Regions from separate parts of the Mus musculus genome. Here region 2 is linked to region 1. A link is a contact called in public HiCAR-type data. All regions are on one chromosome and are shown on one strand. The core of a region is the stretch at or near the end of the contact, and the rest is flanking DNA. Distances in the headings are between cores, read along the strand shown. Region 1 overlaps Runx1 (runt related transcription factor 1). Region 2 holds the start of Cbr3 (carbonyl reductase 3).

Region 1 (2,561 bases), core at 18-2,517:
TTCAAAGGTCTCCCCTGCATGGCAGACTCTACCTCACCAACCTGTGTTATTAATCCATTGCCATCCCAATTAGTTCAGATCAAGGTCAGTTACTTGGGGTGTGCAAAGGGGCCGCAAATGTAAGTGAGTGAGTCCCCCTCCTGTGGTTCTCCCACGAAAATGAGAGATTACAGGCGGGGAAACATAGAAGCGAGAACTGTCTGGTGCCTCAGTGTTTGAGAGTGAAGTGAAGACCTCAGGGAACCCTAAACAAGCCAATGCTTGAGTAGAAATACACGACCCCTGCTGCGGGGAAGTTTCTTGGCCCCGTCTCCCCACCCTATTGCTGATGGCAAGCATCTGAGAAATTTAGGAGCCTCGGACACAGAGTTGGGTCTGAGAACATTTGCTGGGTCCACGTGGAGGAGGAACCTTGTGTTTATGGCGCGTGATAAGCACCGAGCCTCCAAAAGGCACATCTATGGAAAAGAGGCTGGAGTTTGGTAGGTCCATAGGATGGCTCATGATAATTCCTAGCCACCCATCCCACTGTCATCTTGAGGTCATCAGCAGAGGGATGGTAAGGTATGTGAGGGTTACATCTTTCTAGGTGGACAACAAGACCTATGAGAATACACTTCTCTGATCTACCATTGTTTCTAGTACTGTGGGGAGGCCATGGAAGATCAAATGGAAGTGCAATGATTAATGTCCATTGCATGGACAGTCAGACAGGACAGTTCTTGTGAAAGATGTGTTAGAACAACCCAGATAGGAACAGCCAGGAATCATGAAAGGCTGACCACCCCCCACCCCCAAGCAGGAAAACCCTAGACTTATTTATTAGATTCTTCTGATGCAGAGAGAGACCTGTGCATAGCCTGGCTAGAGGATGGGAGAGGGAGTTCCCCGCCCCCACCCCACAGCTCTCTGAGGTGCTTCTCTTGGGCTTTGCTTTGGGGAATTGATTCTAAGAGGACAAGTCTGGTGTGTAGGAAAGGAAAACACAGCAGTGTCCCAGGTTCAGGCCAGAGAGAACAGACATTTAAGACCAGACCAGAACTCTGAACCTACCCCTCCACACACACACACACACACACACACACACAACGCACGAGGAGAAGAACATGGGGGCAGACACTGACTGGATCTCTCTTGCAAACATTTACCAAAGGGGGCTAGGCATTTCACCTCTGTGGAATTTTTCTATTTCCCCTGTGTCAGAATGTTCTTCTGTGAGTTGAGAGTGTGGAATGAAGGCTCTTAAAGAAAGAACAACCCTTTGACATGACTCACACCTCAGAAGACAAAGAACAATGAATCCCTGGCTTGCAATTCAGCTTTCAGACCCTGTGTCCTGGCAGGCACAGCGCCACCCTGCCATGAGCCTGCGTTCTGCAGAGCGGGTACGGACTCCCTCTGGAGCTGTGGTGTTCAGGGAAGAGACGCTCCCTCATGCTGCGTCTCCGCGCTGGCACTTAGCCACCGGAACCACACACGCATGGTTGTGGGAACCACGGTTTGCACCCTGGAACTCTGGCTGGCTGGGACAAGTCCTATTCCTGGTAGCCTTGCGGTGTCTCTGCTATGTGGAGCACCGGCAGTGAGGATAAAGAGTCTGTGCTGGACAAGCCCAAGCAGTCCTCACTCTGGACATCACTACCATTCCCTGAAAGGGTAGCAAGGGGAGACTCTCTTGCCTTTTCATACTACAACTGAACTGCTAATGGTCAGGCCAAGATACTATCTCACCCTAACAGTACCTCACAGGCTGATGCAATGACCCCTCCTCACAGGAGGGGAGTATGCCCACTTGCCTCAACAGTAAGAGGCAAACTGGTGTCTCCATTGCAACCTCTCAGACTGGAGAGTCATGCCCTTGCTCTCTTGTTGCCTGAGCACTGTTGGTCCGGGAATAGGGAACAGTGGAGCGGTACCCAGATACTAGAGATGCCTGGAGCCAGTACAAGCCACAGCACAACCGGCATCATCTGTTCTGTTTTGGGGAATATTCTAGAGGATATTGCATTGGATCTTCTTTTCTGTCCCCATGAATATGAATTTCTCTTAATACTCTGCGGAAGAATGAACGCTGTAATCTCTGCTTAATACCCTGGTCAGAGGAACACAGGGGACAGGGCCTGAGTTCTGTCCGTTAAGCCACCTTAGAAATTCCCAAGCAGCTCTAACATTTAACAAAGTGAGTAGTACAATGCTAGACTACAAGGTTGAGCACGCACAGGCCATGGGGCTGGGGTAGAGGTGACCTCTGCTCTCCCACCAGGGTCCCGAGTGTAGGCTCAGTGACAGCCCTTGGCACAGAGATCTGGGAGCTGCGCAGGTAGCGGTGACCCCCCAAAGGAAACAAAGCCACCTAGTGGCTTGATAGAGCCTGGATTAGGTCGGACTTCAATCTAGGCTGGGCCCTGATTGACATTGTACAGGTAATAATAGATCCATCATCACCACCCTCTGCAATTCCAAAGAAGAATAGCCACTCCTTTCTTGGTGCCTACCATCACCCTAAGGCATGTTAAGGACCCTCATAAAGTCTCAGCTGTTCACTTAATGTGACCGCCCAA
Region 2 (2,561 bases), core at 24-2,523, 1.1 Mb before region 1:
CCTTCCCCAAAGCCCACATGCCAGAGTTTGGAAGTGCGGGTACAAGGGTGTCTTGGCTCTCACGCAAGGCGCCTATGGGTGTCCAGGGCCAACTGGAGAGTTTTCGGCTGCACAATAGTCTCCCTCCCTCGTTAGTCTCCGGCTCTCTCAGCATTTTCAGTGAAGCTGGAATGTTTGTTTCAGTTCCAGCACATGGCAACTGGATAATTTTGCTAATTGGACATTTGTTAGAGTAAGCGATCTTGTTTTGTTTTTTTGGGTTTTTTTTCCCCTAAAGGAAGATGATTTCCAAACCGCACTTGCAAGTTTAATAACAAACCTAGTTCCCCGAGGAGGAGGGAAGCAGAGCTCGCTTCCTTTTTGCCAGAGCCTCTCAAAACGCTCCATTAAAGCGGGTAGGAAACCCACTATCGTGCCAGGGCGCTAATTGTGTCCGGGCGACCCATTTCCTGTCCTCAGCAGATATCTACTGGCATCTATGAATTCGCCCTTGTTTCACGCGAAGCGAAAGCTCCAACCCTATTTTTTTGGAAGACCCTTCTCTGAGAAAAGCCTTCGTGCGTGGGACAGAAAGCTGATGAGCTTGACAAGGCGTGGTCCCCTCCCAAGAGACCGGTTTTCTTCCAAACAGGCGCAGCTGAAAGTTCCAAGGAGGGCCTCCGGCGGAGCACAGGCCCGCACAGGCCGCCGGCCGGGTCGGGCATGGAGTGGGGTGCCTGGGCGGGCCCGCACCCGAGTCACCGCACGGGGGAACTCGCCACGCAGAGCGCGAGCCGGGTGCACCCAGGCGGGATGGCGCAGCCTCCGGATCCCAGAGGCTCACTGCCCAGCACCCTCGGAAAACCCCGGGACACCTCCTCCTGGAGCCCCACACCTACTTCTAAAGGCGATGCCCGCGTTGTTGACCAGCACGTTAAGTCCCCCGTACTCCTTGCGCAGAAAGTCGCGCAGCGCACGGATGCTCTGCGGGTCGTCGATGTCCAGCTGGTGGAAGCGTGGGCTCAGGCCCTCCGCCTGCAGCTGCTGCACCGCCGCGCGGCCCCGCGCCTCGTCCCGCGCCGTGAGCACCACGTCCCCGGAGAATTTCCGACACAGGTCACGCGTGATCGCAAAGCCGATGCCTTTGTTAGCCCCAGTTACCAGGGCCACGCGGCTGCAGGACGACATGTCAGAGGGACACACGGACCACCTGATGGCCGGGCCGGCTGGGCAGCGGGTCACGCGTGGTCAAAACCGTGGCGTAGGACTAGATTCTGGGACCCGGCGCTGCGACTGCTAGAGAGCAAGGCCTTGAGAAGCCTGTCCCTCCCCTCTGAGGAGGAGCCGTCTGTTCCCGAAGGGTCCGCCTCCTCCCGCTCGCCTGCCCGCCCGCCCGCCGGCCAGTGTAGAGATCCTGGTTCCGAGCTAAGCAGTGGTCAGGGACAAGCGCTGCTCCCAAAGGAAGGGGTCAGCAGGACTCGTGGCAGTCGGATTGAAACAACTATTTTGGGGAAACTTCAAAAGGAGGAAAACAAATGCTCCGTAATTTTCTTGGGCGAGAACCCGTCGTTCTCTGCAGAATGCAAATGTTTGCTTCTGCGGAACTCGCTCTGAGATTACTTAACACACCCCGCGGTTTGCTCAGGGACTTCAGGGAACAGTGCCTGGGAGTAGACTGAACAGGTGTGGGCGAGCCCTCGCGGCTGGAGGTCTCGGTGCGCCCCCACGTGGGAGAGAAGGCTCATGTTTATCGAACTGTTTTGAGTAGTACGGGAGTCCTCAGTGCCGGTCTTTGGTTTATTCCAAGTGTACTGGGTATGCAGATAGATCTGCATTGGTCTCAGTCTATGCGAGTCATCTCCCAAGGAGATGCTGAACCTACGAACAAAATTCCAGGCGTGTCTAAGTGTGGGCACGCAATCAGACCTCCTCCCTTCTTGGGTGGAATCGAGTCTGTGCTGATCCTACTTGGCTAGGGATTGTGAGGTTGAAGGACAATTAAGTCCTCACTCACAGTGATTCAGCGTTTCCCGAGCTGATCCGGCCAAACTGCCTTAGCCTCTTATTACGGACTCCACCTTCTGTTTCAAATGAGGTGAGGAAGGTGAGCTCTGTGGGGGCCTAGCCTGCCTGTGATGTTAACTTGAGAGGATCTAGGAGACAGACCTCTCTCTCAGCCTGTCTCTGAGGGAGTTTCTCAGTTAGGCTGACTGGGGTAGGAGGCCCACCCTAAGCTCAGTACCGTTCCAGGGACTGGGATGCTGGACTGAATGAAACGGAGAAAGTGAGCTGGGCCAAGGCTGTGGAGCTGGCTCCGTGGGTGAAGGTTATGAGGACTAGAGTTCAAATCCCCGCTCCACACAACGTGGGGCAGTGTGGCTGCTGTGTGACCCCAGAAGCAGGATTTCCGGAGGCGAGCTGATTAGCCAAGTCTGCAAGGTCTGGTTCAAGTGAGAGACCCTGCCTCAAAGAATCAGGAAGAGATGAATAGCAGAAGACATTTGTCAACCTCTGACCTCTGCATACACGGGAACCCCGCCCCCTTCCTCCCAACCCCCACACACAGTTTGACCATCTGTCTT

The links. HiCAR-type assays count read pairs that join an accessible place to other places.
Region 2: a HiCAR-type map of astrocytes shows a contact between it and region 1, with 3 times the contacts expected there. The contact joins the promoter of Cbr3 here to the enhancer-like site in region 1. A contact is called at or near these places in 2 of 39 promoter capture datasets (embryonic stem cells and liver) and 5 of 115 datasets of contacts at active chromatin or transcription factors (astrocytes, embryonic hindbrain, embryonic stem cells and 1 more).

What each region holds. Positions count from the first base shown.
Region 1 is chr16:92,622,912-92,625,472 of GRCm38.p6, reverse strand. The region is part of intron 6 of Runx1 (runt related transcription factor 1); the gene reads left to right. Among named protein-coding and RNA genes, the nearest start is that of Gm30224, 28 kb to the right of the region's middle. Within about 2 kb of position 1,267, at least 60 of the 459 cell types and tissues checked have an H3K27ac peak or open chromatin away from gene starts, as enhancers often do. A contact at or near this core is called in astrocytes and pancreatic cancer cells, where this site is marked.
Region 2 is chr16:93,681,931-93,684,491 of GRCm38.p6, reverse strand. Cbr3 (carbonyl reductase 3) reads right to left here and starts at 1,273. Exons shown (of 3, transcript NM_173047.3): 1 at 879-1,273. The coding sequence starts at 1,167.